Linked DNA regions of Mus musculus: region 1 is linked to region 2. A link is a contact called in public Hi-C data. All regions are on one chromosome and are shown on one strand. Each heading gives the region's core, a stretch centred on a gene start, on an enhancer-like site or on the middle of the called end of the contact. The rest is flanking DNA. Distances are from core to core; before and after follow the strand shown. Region 1 has its middle 59 kb from the start of Gm34790. Region 2 overlaps Arl15 (ADP-ribosylation factor-like 15).

The links. A called contact is a pair of places that touch in the nucleus more often than the background predicts.
Region 1: a contact with region 2 is called in a Hi-C map of liver, with 1.8 times the contacts expected there. The contact joins two enhancer-like sites. A contact is called at or near these places in 1 of 15 datasets of contacts at CTCF or cohesin (the NIH/3T3 cell line), 22 of 484 Hi-C or Micro-C datasets (the AML12 cell line, the C2C12 cell line, ECoMG-derived neutrophils and 16 more) and 2 of 115 datasets of contacts at active chromatin or transcription factors (extraembryonic endoderm stem cells and trophoblast stem cells).

The regions. Positions count from the first base shown.
Region 1 is chr13:114,755,922-114,762,626 of GRCm38.p6, forward strand. No RefSeq gene overlaps it. Among named protein-coding and RNA genes, the nearest start is that of Gm34790, 59 kb to the right of the region's middle. Within about 2 kb of position 5,205, at least 18 of the 459 cell types and tissues checked have an H3K27ac peak or open chromatin away from gene starts, as enhancers often do. A contact at or near this core is called in liver, where this site is marked.
Region 2 is chr13:114,062,756-114,070,322 of GRCm38.p6, forward strand. The region is part of intron 4 of Arl15 (ADP-ribosylation factor-like 15); the gene reads left to right. Among named protein-coding and RNA genes, the nearest start is that of A430090L17Rik, 85 kb to the right of the region's middle. Within about 2 kb of position 2,781, at least 10 of the 459 cell types and tissues checked have an H3K27ac peak or open chromatin away from gene starts, as enhancers often do. A contact at or near this core is called in liver, where this site is marked.

The DNA.
Region 1 (6,705 bases), core at 3,955-6,454, 700 kb after region 2:
ACGTCTAAGTACAATAGGCATGGTTTCTGCTTGATTCACTCTTTCCTACCTCAGACAGTCATTATCACATGCAGCAGAGAACATCGTGCCCAGCTCAAATCCAACAATCGTTTCCCTTTACCCAGAGGGTTTAGGGATTGATAACTGTCTCCTTTTCTCTGTGCCATCACACAGTGTCTATGGGAACATTCATTCTAGCCCTCACCTGATCAAGAAATCTATTTTGAAAATTTTATCAAAGTCCATAGCTGTCTGTTAAAAAGGTACACAGGGAAAATAATACATGCTGTATATGCTGCCTCCCAGGAACATGTGTTCTTGTAGGATGGATTGTCTCTGACACACATCCCTGGCATACAACACTACTGGGTGGTTTTCTCAAGTAATGGCCAAGGGAAACTGATATTTAACTTCATTTACATTGCATTCTGCACTGACTGCAATTCTGCAAACATAGAACTAATTAAACATGAGGCATATCTGCTTTTCTATGGATTAACTTGTACACATAGCTTAATTTCCCTCAATGGATAAAATAGTAAAAGCTTTAAAAAATTTCTATGAAAATCTATGTGATTGTAATTATTGCAGTAATAGGGGAAAAAGAATTAATTATACATTTCCCTTTGTATGCCATGTAAAAATGTCTGTAGATACACAAAATATTTTTTACAATTTAAGTATGTATGTTTAAAGCACATATACTGTCCTTCCCACCCAGTTGTGTGTGTGTGTGTGTGTAAGCTATAATTTCTGACGATTAAAATCATTAAGAATTGTTAAAGCAATATTTAGTGGTCTCTCAATGCCAATGACTTAGGTAAACTATCTGCGTCTTGTAAACGTTTCCAAGAAACCCTGTGAACCCTCCGTCATTTGCTCCAAGGACTCACTTTAGGAACATTTGGTTTTCAGTTGGTGCTAATAATCTTTTCCCCCTTACAAATAATTCCACGTTTACTTAAGTACAGATGGTATCTGTCTGTGGCCAGAAAAACACTTTCTAAGATGCACCCTAGCTCAAGTAACTAAAAAGCATCTTCAGCATAAACACACAGTCACAAGAGAGAGGCACCAAACACGAATCCCCCAAGAGCATCGTCACTGGCTTTCTCCAACTTACAGGTCTGAGTAGGTTAATGTTTAAATGTCAAATCTAGAAGACAAGTGTGTCAGAGATTGAAAACTGACCAAATGGTTCTACACATAACTCAGTGGGAACGGTAACTTAGCAGCTCCCCCAACTCCCAATTCCATGTTGAAAACAAGATCATGTCTATATCCCAAAACCCTGCCAGATAGAAAGGATCACAGCTTTTAAATGAGCTTAGAGACCAAGTATGGTAATATGAGTCCCAGACACTTGATGGAAAAGACTGGTGAATTCATTTCTCATAATTTAAATATTCCCCTTAAATCCCTATTGGCATAGAATTAGCTTTTAAAACTTGAATGCCAGAGAATGAGGAGATATTGGTAATACAATAGTGATGATAGCTATATCTGTACCTATGGGCTCTGCAGTAATTGACTAAAATACATAAACATCTGGAAGCTAGTTTAGTTCTTGTTCATCTCTCATCAATTACATGGCCAATGAGCTGTTGTTGTTGTTTTTTTTTCTAAAAGAGACTATTATTAGAATTTATGAAAAGAACTTCAAGTTCCTTTTTGGAACTATTGTTAGCTGGTACTGGGAGGGTTGTTCTGAACATGTACTGCCACCCAATGGAGAGCTGTCCAAATGACACTAGCAATAAGGTGCCAACAGCCTATGTCTTCCTCAGGAGTTCTCTCAAAGTGCCTTTCAGTGTGGTGACTAGGGTCTAGTTTGGCTGGTGTGCTCTGGGTCATGGCACAGAGAAGGGATCTTCACCTAAAACATATTTCTATAAGTCCTAACCAATCAGCTTCATCCAAAATGTGATCAAAGGTGACTGTAGTAAGATTAAATGTGAGCAACTGAAGCAACGCCAAGTAGGAAGAACCTCTTCAGGGCAAGGTAAAGCTGACCTACCCAGGTCATGGAGAAATTGTGTCACAAGGAGGTGAATCTGGGAAAAACAAACAACACTGGAACAAAGCACAGATTCCCTTGTCAGCAGTGTGCAATTTTTGGCCCTAGTTTCATTTCCCCAGGTTGATATATCGAGGTCAAGGTTGCTTGAAAGGATAATTAACTAGAATTCTCCATAAGATCCCTTTTGGGTCCTCACTTATTATAGTATCCATAGCACTATTTGAGTTTACAATGACAACAGAAGTATTTTAAAATGAAGGAAAGATGATTAAACTTATTTTTTTTTGAATTTCTCATAAGAGAGGTCTATTCTGCAAGGTTTGGGAGGGCCCTGATACTTCTTGCATCTTCATTCAGAGCTTGAGAGCATTAAAATTTTGTTCTATAATAAATTTGAGGGAGGGAGAGAGAGGGGGAGGGAAGGGGGGGAGAAGAGGAGAGGAGAGGAGAGGAGAGGAGAGGAGAGGAGAGGAGAGGAGAGGAGAGGAGAGGAGAGGAGAGGGAGAGGAGAGAGAGGAGATAGGTGAAGGAGAGGAAAGAGGAAGGGAGGAAGAGAGAGGGGGAGAGGAGAAGAGAAGGGAGGAGAGGAGAGGAGAGGAGAGGAGAGGAGAGGAGAGGAGAGGAGAGGAGAGGAGAGGAGAGGAGAGGAGAGGAGAGGAGAGGGAGAAGAAAAAGAGAGGAGAAAAGGGAGGGAAGAGGAGAGAGAAAAGAGAGAGAGAGAGAGAGAGGAGAGAGAGAGGAGAGGAGAGGGAGGAGAGGAGAGGAGAAAGAGGAGAGGGAGGAGAAGAGAGGAGAAAGAGGAGAGGGAGGAGAGGAGAGGAGAAAGAGGAGAGGGAGAGGAGAGAGAAGAGATAGGTGAAGGAGAGGAAAGAGGGAGGGAGGGAGAGAGAGAGGGGGAGAGGAGAAGAGAGGAGAGGAGAGGAGAGGAGAGGGAGAGGAGAGGAGAAAGAGAGGAGAAAGAGGAGAGGGAGAGGGAGAGGGAGAGGGAGGGAGGGAGAGAGAGAGAGAGAGAGAGAGAGAGAGAGAGAGAGAGAGAGAGAGAGAGAGAGAGAGAGAGACCTGTTGACAGAGGCTTCCTTTATGTAGAAAGTCATCATCAAGAAATACAAAAGGTGAATTGCTAATTCACTGAAATCCTGGTATACAACACTTCTTTCATTTGAAGCATCACTTCATGTTCTAGAAGTAACAGAGGGAATCCAAGGCCTGGGTGGGACTCATACCCACAGGAACCAGAGGTCTTAAAAAAACAAAAACAAAACAACAACAACAACAAAAACAGTGAGAGTTGTCAAGAAGACCTAAGTTTAGCAAGATTGAGAATGCTTTAAAAAAGAAATCTTCCAAATAGCAACTATCTTTCTGAATTTAGCATTTTTATCATCTTAACACACAATTCCAAAGGGAATAATTACCTAATAATATGTCATGTGACAAACTCCAGTTATAAAGTATGACAAGCAAGATTAAATTGATGTAATAAAAACGTGGTAATAATTTGTTTAACAAGCATCTCTGGTGCTCTGTGCTGATAACGTGTTGTGGAGTGTGTATTTTTAAAAAAGATGAATAAAAAGTCAGAAAGTCCACCAGCTCAAGGAGAAATACTACTTTGGCTCCACCAGCACGGGCTGAGTTAAAGTCTAAGATAGAAGTTACTTTAAGTTATGAATTCCATCTTCTTAGATGCAAGAGTAGTGTGCTGTTACACTATCAGATCACCACATGACTTTGCACATTGTCACTACAGAAAGACATCAGTGTCCTGCACTGAAAAAGCACTCTTAAAATGTTAACAAAAATGGTGACAAGGACAGCATCCCTTTTGACAAAAAAAGTTCACTTGGCCAGACTAGACCAGCAGTAATAAAGCACTCTGCTAAAAAGTCATAAAAATTGTACACATGTAAGATACACGGTGAACTCTGCTAACAAATTAAACACATGGGAACACAATTTCTCTGCTGGATCCTCATTAATAAATTTGTCTCTAAGAAAGTTGCTAGAGCATTTCAGGAGGGGGGTGGGGGGTGGGGTGGAACTCAAGATGCTGATCAGGACAAAACTCTTCCAAGCTTCACTTGGAATTCACAGGCACTGTGAGTAAGTGGGGAAGGGTGTGGACAGTCCGATCTTGCCCAAATCACAGAAAGATCTCTCCTGTCCCCTGTTTGTCTCACACTTGACCAGATTCTCCAAGTGACTCCCTTTGAGTCATTCTCTTCTTAATTTTTACAAACTCCACAGGGTATCAGTTATCAATTCCACTCTCACATTAAAAGCTTTCAAACAACTTGGGAGTTGAAAAACCTCCAAAAAGGCCCAGCCATCTTCCAGGGAATAATTTGCAGCTAGAAAGTCATGATTTTAATCTGCGTAGGACTCACTTTATAGACCATAAGGTGAGTTGATTAATAAACATCTTCACAAACTATTTATATTTTGTATATTTATCTACAGGGATAGGGTCAAGTTCAATTTGCCTAATTTCATTCTGTTATCTATCACTTTGTTATCTGTCATTAATAACCACAGCTACACATTATTTGTAGAGACCTCTGTCATCTTTCTAGTTTTCTAAACCCTTTTAAGGGAGATATTTTATTTTATTTTGTCAAAATTTATTTCTGCTTTTCTCGTCTCCAGTGGAGTGAGAAAACAAAGTGTTCTGTGGAAGAGAGGTATTTACTGTGCAGAGTCTGTCCTGTGACCTCAGCTGGACCCTTTAATTTGAATAGTATACAATAAAAGATTTGATTGTTTGGGCTGATAAAAACAACAGTGCTTAAAATAATGATTTTTTTTTGATAAATCAGTGCTTTATGAATGGGGAAAACAAATCCCAGAAGTACTTAAGAAAGGTGGCAGTTGTTCAAAAACATGTGGTACTTCACCCATACTTTAAGAACACAAAGAAAGCAAACATTTTAAGCATCTAAGATTCCTCCAAAACTCGCATCTTCCACATCACTCTTAAAAATCCCCTTTCTTTTTTTTCTGACTTTGAAACCTTTCCTGTATCTTTAAGACCATGCAATATTTCTTGTTTGTCTGTTCTTTCCCATGGTCATTGCCCAATGACACCAGGGCCAGCCAACTTCCATCCGCAAGGGTCTGAGTTTGCCCACAGCTATGTCTCCAACTGTCCTTGATTTCTGTTCTCTTCTGTTCTGTGTCCTCAGCTGCAGCTTGTCCCTGGAACTATTCCCAGTTTTAGGAAATAGTTGGGATAAGTTGACCCACAATACAGGAGGACTAGGAGAAAGATTTCTCCAGCCTTTTCTGACTCTTTGGACACGTGTGGAGTGGCGGGAGGAGTCAAGACCCAACCATGCCTTTCTGCTTGCTCCTTGAATCTTCTTCACTATAATCCCAAGCAGCAGATAATCCCTTTTACAGAGAAGGGAAATGAAATGCCAGTAAGTTAAATCACATACCCACAAGAATACAACCAGTGAGACTCAAAGCCAAGATTGGAATCCAGGCATGCCTGGCCCCTAGAACCCTGCTCTTTGATCTTGGCAGGGCATTGCATTGTAGACATCAAATGCTTACACATTAGAAGACAAATTAAGTGAAAGCCAAATAACTAATCAGTTGTATTTTACCTAACATAAGTAAACAAATTGCCTTGTAAATCCATTGTAGCTACTATCTTTTAAATAGCTGTATGCCAGGTATTGGTCTATGTACTTGATCTCAAAAATATGATGTATAAAAAGCTAGACATATTATTATTATTATTATTATTATTATCATCATCATCATCATCATCATCATCATCAAAAACTAGAGACAGGAGTACAGAATTATTAAGTATTTTACTCAGGTTCAGAGATCTGAGAGAAGGCATGGAAGTGAAGTTCCTCACACCCATTGCACTTTGGTTTTAGCTGGCTCTACTGTTGGTACATTCTAAAGTTTGCATTGTGGAAAGAATTGTTTGTGCACTATTCACTAAGCTTTCCTATCAGCTTTGAGAGGAAGACTGTTCCCTATTTTTTTATAGCTGAAGAATTTTTTTAAAATGCCCCCAAATAACTATTCAGGATGACTGGATAGGGTATTAATAACACCCCCGAAACAAACAAACAAAACCAAAAAAACCCTAAAACCCAAAAACAAAACCCTTCTCTTCCTTCTGGCAAGAACATTCATCTCTGGTTCCTCCTGAGCCTCCACATCCCTTCTGCAGTATTTAATCATTGGAGGAAAGGTATTTATTGCACTGAGTTCTGACTCTTGGTCACAGTTAAGTATTTGTGGTATTCACATTTATTTCTAGCTTCTCTTTGAAGGATTAAGAAAACCATTTTAATGCTTTGCATTTTAATTGCACACAAGTTGACTGTCATAGACAGACCATTAAAATGTCTGTCAGCAGCCACCTACTCCATCTTCCTGGAGTACGAAAATGTTTCTAATGTGACTGGTTTCCAGTAACCTAAGGCTATCTGGTCAACCTGAATAGTGCGCCTCTGCTGGCTCCCCTGGAAGTGCTACAGGCTCCGTCTGTGGTAGAATTGGAGGCACTCGCATGACTTTGAACCTGCTGTACTCTGTTGTCTGTTTAGTCCTCACTCCATACCCTGGCTCAAATGCTCTTTGTCCACAGGTTGTCTGATCTCTTCTCTTAGAAATGCCATATCCTGTTTGGGAATGAGCAGTCTCGAGATTTTTTGTTC
Region 2 (7,567 bases), core at 1,531-4,030:
GGAAGTCTCCACCCAGGCCAGAGATTTCATTCTCTAGAAGGAAATAGTTTTCCTTTAATGAGCCTTAAAACATCTCTGTAACCATTGGTTGCAATACATAGCTGTCATGTTCCTTCTTACAGTTCTTGCTAGGGTATGAAGCAAAGAGACCTCCTTCGTAGGTCGTGTGATCATTCCATTATTGTGTTCTCGATGTCCCTTTAGATAAGACTTCATAGTGGACACCACATTTCCTTCTGTTGTACAGAAATCACCCCATAGTTCGGGTACCAAATATATTAAATGGAAAGTTCCAGAAGCCAACAGTTCTCAAAATTCTCAGGTTCTCAATTGCACACCACCCACCCACCTGTGTCAAGCTGACAGATGTGAAAAGACCTCATGTCTATTGTATCTTTGCCTTAGATCTTGCCCATCCATTAGTCATTCAATGGGCATCTCAATCATTGGTTCTAGAGCTTGAGTGTGGCAGTGTTGTTACCTCTATTTTAACAGCGGACAAGGGTGGTTATGCTTTTATTTGCATAATCCAGAGGGAAGCTTCTATAAAGTACTTCCTCTGGATAAAAAGCTTGAAAGGCCTCAGTTCAATATTGAACCAAAAAGAAGGAGATGTTAAGTTTGCTACACTCCATGGTAAGAACAAATCTTAATGTCCATGAAATTGTGAAGGGAAGAAAAGAAAAAATATTTGAAGGAAAAAGAAATTGATGCTAGTCTCATAGTACCCAAACTGCAGCCCAGTGCCTGGGGAGTGATTAGTTACAATGGAACATGCTTTGGGTTGCGGAGTTCAGTGTTTCTGCAGCTTCAGGGCATCTATCGATGGATGAGCTTGGGATGTGTCTTCTCTGGGTAAGGAAGAATATCATGTTTGTAGTTTCCAGAATGAACTACTTCATGAATCACATCATGAGGATCCCTGAGAGCCCATTTTACCTTTTCAAAATATGTCTTAAAACCCATGTCCTTGGCCAGAATCTCTGAGCTGCAAACTCCAGTCTTTCCATGCCCAGCCTCCAAACTGTTGTCTAAGAAGGAAGCATTTCCCAGTGACTACCCAGCGCCAGCCCCTTTTGCTCAGTTTACGTTGCTTAGTAGAAATGTCTTTTCTACCAAGACCTGGCTTAGGAGCTCTCTTTGGGCTTTCTTACAAATTAGTATCACACTGGTCAAGAGAAACTGACCAAGGTACCCCCCAAAAAACTAGTATTGAATGTAATTAGAAATTTAGAAACATAGACCTGGGCAGAAGTCAAGACCCACATTACAGAGCTTGTCAACATTGGAGACATTTGCAGCTATATGCATCTGTTAGCGATCAGTGTCCTGACTTAATCGGCGAGTTTAAAATTCTGATTACGCCTATGTGCTTCTGATTCCTTCTTGCAAAACAGATGAGTAGTTTTTGTCCAAAATTTGTTCCAAATCCTATTTTTTTGGCAGCATGCTAAGCTTAGTCAGTGTGAATAGAGTATGCTCTCCGTGTCTTGATTACTCTGCCTAAAATATCTCAACATCGTCCATTCGGGCTTTCTTAGGTTAGTACCGCTAATGTTAAACATCAACAACTTCTTTGAAGCTAGTGGAAAAAGTTGCAGCTGAGGCTCTCACAACCTTTCTGACATCTCCCCACACCCCATTTGCATTGTTCAGCTTCCCAGTCCTGAACGCTGAACAGTTAACCTTTGTAGCTCAAAGCCTTTCCTTCCCTCAGCCGCTGCCGTTAGTTTCATGTTCCTCCACAAAGAGAGAGGACAGCTGAATGGAAAGAGGTTATCATTACTATTACATTGACCTTCACTGTCTCCTGAGTGCCCTGGGTCTCCCATCTCTCCTAGTAGCCCAGGACACATTTCTGAGTTCTTTACCTTATAGTCACCAAATGGGGAAAATTGTTGAACCTGTAGTCCTATGAGAGAGACATTCATTCAATTCATTTCTTCATAAAAAAATGACTTTTTTATTTTATTGTTTGGGTGTATATCTGTGTCTTCAGTAAGTGTGTTAGAGTTTGTGTGTGTGTCTATGCACATGCACCTGTGCATATGGTGGAAGTCAAAGGACACCTTTCAAGAGCCAGTCCTCTCCTTCCACCATGATCTCTATCAATAGAACTCCTGTGATGGGGCTTGTGCAGCACTCTACCCACCATGCCTTTGTGCAGTGTCCATACGCACAACCGCAAATGTGGTAGACGGGATTAATAGCTGTTTGGCTCTTTGTGGCATTATCTTGGGTACAGATGCCAATAGTGAACTTGCATGGTAGGATATAAATTGTACCCTCAGACGGAGCCTCTGACGGACCAGTGTGAGGATGTAGCAATGATAGAAGGTGAAGCAGCCCTCAGAATCTGTGGTGGAAACTGGAGCTCAGTTACTGCACTCTGGACCACCGGAGGCTGCTAGCTGCTTTTGCTCACACTAAGAGATAAGCAGTTGGGGGGTGTTGCCTCAGTCATTTGTTGACTCAGATTAATCATTGCCGTGAAGCAGCATTCAGCCCTTAGGAAAAGTTAGTTGCCTTGTTTGGAATCTAAGATGCTGGAACGGTAAACTTTGAAAACATGCTTTGATGCTCAGATTTAACAAAAAGTTCAAAGAAAATAAAAGCCCTTCAAATACAAAGCTAATACCTCAGCCGATTCTCATTGCTTTAAAATGCTAAGTGTTTCTTCTCGAAAGCAAATAAGGCAGAGGTCATTATTTTTGTTGCTTGCCAAAGCAAGAGGAGTGTGATGGTTTTCACAGTGTTCTGGGAAAGCGTAGCAGCTTTCATCACAGAAACCTAACTGGAGTGGCGGGCTGGTTTCACTGATGTAGATAGAGAGCCTTCTGCCTACCCTGCCTTCCATGTGCTCCTGAGACAGACAGGAAAAATCCCATCAAAGGTGGATTTAACACAGGGAGAAGTGTGTTTAGTACCTGCACTGGCTGGTTTTGTGTGTCAACTTGACACAGGCTGGAGTTATCACAGAGAAAGGAGCTTCAGTTGAGGAAATGCCTCCATGAGATCCAGCTGTAAGGCATTTTCTCAATTAGTGATCAAGTGGAGAGAGTCCCTTGTGGGTGGTGCCATCCCTGGGCTGGTAGTCTTGGGTTCAATAAGAAAACAAGTTGAGTAAGCCAGTAAGAAACATCCCTCCATGGCCTCTGCATCAGCTCCTGCTTCCTGACCTGCTTGAGTTCCAGTCCTGACTTCCTTTGGTGATGAACAGCAATGTGGAAGTGTAAGCTGAATAAACCCTTTCCTCCTCAACTTGCCTCTTGGCCATGATGTTTGTGCAGGAATAGAAACCCTGACTAAGACAGTGGCCAAGCACATAAGCCCATTTGTGAAGGAGGATTACTAGTAGTGCTTGTTACATAATTAACAGGTCCTACCACAAAATAGAAATATTCACATCCCTGAAGCTGCTTTAAAATGCCATTAGAAATGTTTTCTGTCCATGATCCCCTGTTTAGGCTCCTGTTTTCCATCAGACTGAACTTGCAGAACACAGGGTCAAAGATGAAATTACTAACAATGTCAAGACTGGGGTTGCCCAGAGCTCATAGAGAACATGTGCAAGACCGTGGGTTTCAGCCTTCTTATCACTACCAACTACAGAAAGTCCAGGCTAGTGACCACGGGGTACTTACTTAGCACACAACCCATCTTGGCCTGGGTGCCTTTCAAAAGTTGGATCCTGTGTGGAGGTGCATGGGATCTACACACTCCCAAAGCCAACCTTGGACACAGTTGTGATCACTACGCCATGTAACATGTCAGCCTGGAAGCATTTTCAGGTTAGAAAGGAGCTGAGCACGTTTATATACATCAAACTTATTAAGTAGATGTTTTGCAGAGTTTGGTTTGGGTTGGAGTTGGGGGTAGTTTCTTATGTGGGAAGAGAAGAACAAGGTATAAAGACTTGGATTAGGTAATGACTTGAAGAAATACAGTGACTGATGCAAAGGTAGCCCAGGGCTACTTCCATTATAGAACTTGCCATCCTGGGTCTTAGATGCCGCTACAGAAAGACGGACAGCCACCCTTAGGAGGCTTCTGGTTTGTCTTCTAATGGATTTGTATACTTTGTAAATTTGCTTTGGAGACGCACTATAGAGAAAGGGCTCAGCAATCAGATCGTGGTCCAGCTTGTGACCCTCAACCCCCTGAGGAAGCCGTAAGCTGCAGAGTTATGCATAGTTGGCCGAGCTTCTTGCCTTGCATGCAGCATAGACTTAGGGATGGGGGAAGCTGGCCAGTAGTCCCCGCTTTCTTGTTAGCTGGACAAATGTGTTACAGCTTCCTACCGTTCTATCAAATACCCAAGATAAGTGTCACCAACTTATAAAGGTTTATGCTAGCTCACAGTTTTAGAGATGTCAGTCTGTAGTATGTCACCAAAGCAGCCTATCATGGTAGGAAGGATAGTTTGAGTGGCGGGGTTGGGGGGGGGGGAGGCAAAGGAGATAGAGAAAGGGGCTGAAATCCCACATCCCCTGCCAGGGCACACCTCCAGCGGACTGACATCTTCCACAAGCACTGCCTCCTAAAGTTCCCATACCTCCAAGTGACACTTGGCTTCCATGATGCCTTTTATATATGGAATTGTGGGGCCTTCCTACTCCACACTATAATAATGTGAGGATTTTTAACTACTCGAAAGCTCTCAATTCTTCTGAAAAATAACAGCTACTCTTTGCTTCATAAAATGAGTGAATTTATAATATGTTTCTGCGTATTCTTCTGTGCATGCTGTCATGTTTTACTCTGAAACCAGTGCTACGGGTTCAGTTTCCTTTACAGATGCTGACACTTCTAACAGGAGGAAGAGTCTGGAGCTGTCGAGCTCAGCGGCAGAGCTTGGAGTCTGCCCTGAGCTCAGTGCCCAGCACCATATTAGAAAAAATTAATTTGGAAAAACCTTCAGACAATAGTATCCAACTTTGAAGGAAGTTGTGTCTGTCCATCTTGGAGCTCTTTACATCTCAAGAGCAAAGTCACTCATCACATGTCATCTGTCCTTGAGACTCAGATTTGAGACTCAGATTTCAAACATATCTGCTTATTTTTTCTGCTTAAGATGTTTAGATCAGTGGTCTCTTCCTCCTCCGCCTCCTCCTCCTCTACCTCCTCATCATCATCCTCTTCTCTTCCTCCTTCTCTTTTTGGTTTTTCAAGACAGGGTTTCTCTGTGTAGCCCTGGCTGTCCTTGAACTCACTCTGTAAACCAGGTTGGCCTCCATCTCAGAAATCCACCTGCCTCTACCTCCCATGTGCCAGGATTAAAGGCGTGCGCCACCAGTGCCAGGCTGTCCTTCTCCTTCTTATATGATTCCTTTGTGTGTGTGTGTGTGTGTGTGTGTGTGTGTGTGTGTGTGTGTGTGTGTGTGTGTGTTTGAGACAGGGTCTTGCTACATAGTTCCCTGTCTGTCCTGGAACTTTCTGTGTTGACCAGGCTGGACTTGAACACACAGAGATCCATCTACTACCTCTGTCTCCCAAATGCTTCAATTAAAGGAGTGTGCCACCATGCAGGACCCGTTCTTTCTCTTCATCCAGGGAAGTCAGGGCAGGAACTAAAGCAGAGACTATGGCGCGCTGCTTACTGACTTGCTCAGCCTGCATTCTTATTGCACCCAGTACCACCAGCTCAGGGTTGGCACTATACACAATGTATGGGGCCCTCCACCTTCATTCACCAATTAAGAAAATGCCCTACGGACTGGTCAATGGATAATCCCATAGAGGCATTTTCTCAATTAGGAGTCCTTCTTCGCAGATGAACTAAGCTTGTGTCAGGCTGACATAAAACATAGCCAGCACACCTGCTGGCTGGCAGTCTCACAGGAACACAGATCTATCAAAGCATTGTGGCAAATGGACTCAGTGTTCAGGTCATATCGATCGAAGTCCTACCAGTCTCACAGGCAGCTAGTTACCAGAAGAAAGCGGTATCAAAAGATCAAGACCCCTAACCAGGAGCCAGTCAGTGTCTTTGGATTCCCTGGGAAATGGGCAGCAGAGGTAATTTGTAGGTTGGTTTCTTCACCTTGACCTGAATGTCTGCTCAAGTCTTCTCCAAACTCAGCGATTGGTGGGGGATGGGGAGGAAGGGAAACAGAGAAAAGAGAGGCATGTTCCTGTCACCTATGATGCCGCCTTCTGCTATGCAGTTCCTGTTCACTGCCGTTCTCTAAGGATGCTCCTCCATCCTCGTGGGTGCAGAAGTGACAGGCAGCCATTATTTTCCGGGGTCTCTTGATGACCAACATCGGTGCTTCCCTCCCTCTCTGCCCTACCTTGCTATCTGTCCATGCTTATTTTATGTGCATTTTCTTGGCTTTTTCTCATGCTTCTCAGCTTATTTTGGGCACTGTGCACCATTGGGTTTTGTTGTTGTTGTTGTTGTTATTGGTAGTGGTGGCAGTGGCGGTGGCTTTGTTTCTGGTACTAGATCGCACTGTATCACCCACGTTAGCCTAGAACTCACAACCCCCCGCGCCGGTTTCCACGTCACCCAGCAACTTGCTTCTTTCAATCCGCCTCTGTTTACATTCTTCCCCACTCCCCATCAGATCTGAGCCCCTCGGCTCCTTCTTCCCTTTTCCATTCCTTCTCATGTCTTCCTCTTGTCCAATCCTCTTCTGACCACACTGCTGTGATGTCCTCTCTCACTCTCTTCACACTGTCCTCCCGGTGTCCTCTGACCATGCCTTACGTGAATGTCCCTGTGTGTGTCACATCCGCCGCATCGTCACCAGGTAGACTCATTTTCCAGCTGGGATTTTTTTTTCCCCTCTCCTCAGCCTGTCCCTTGTTTTGCGTCTTGTCAGTCCTCGCACAGCCTGAGCTAGCATCATGCCTTCTGTTTATAACCGCCCCACATCTAGCACAGTGCCGTCAACAGAGGCAGCTCATGGGTCAGGTACCTGACTCCAGATTGATACTGGGCAGCATCCCAGCTCTCAAGTTGAATCTCATGGCCTCCTGTCTGAGAAAGTATGCTACTTCCATGTTCTTCCATCTCTAACCTGTGCAGTCCTGCCAGAGTTGTCCTCCTGAAACACGAAGGTGCTTTTGATATAGGACTTAGGTCCTCCTCACCTCCACTGGAGGTATTGAGCTCCAGTGCCTTGGATACAGTAGCCACTCTCCGGAGCAGAGTAAAGAAGGAAGAAAAGAGACATGAGGGGGTGACAGATTGAAAGGAGGGTTAGAAGGATGAAAGGCAAGAAACTAAAGGGCTGAGGCCCGCTGCCTGGCTGTAAACACTCCACTAGACCTGATGCTTGGCTGCATGAAAGCTTTCATTAATGTCCCTGACCACTTTGGGGGGTTTTGATTTTTGGTTTTGTTTTTTGAAAAGAGAGACACGTTCAGCACATAAGGAAAACAGAGGAAGTGGACTCAGTGCCCTTCACAGATATCCGACAAAGTCTCCGTGCAGCCCAGTTTCAGATGGAGATTCCTTGGTGGACTCTAGTCCCAGGCCTACAGACCAGACAACAGAGGCGGGAGGCATTTAAATGGCTGAGCTAGCTAATGGGAGACCTAGCAATCAATGCTCTCCAGC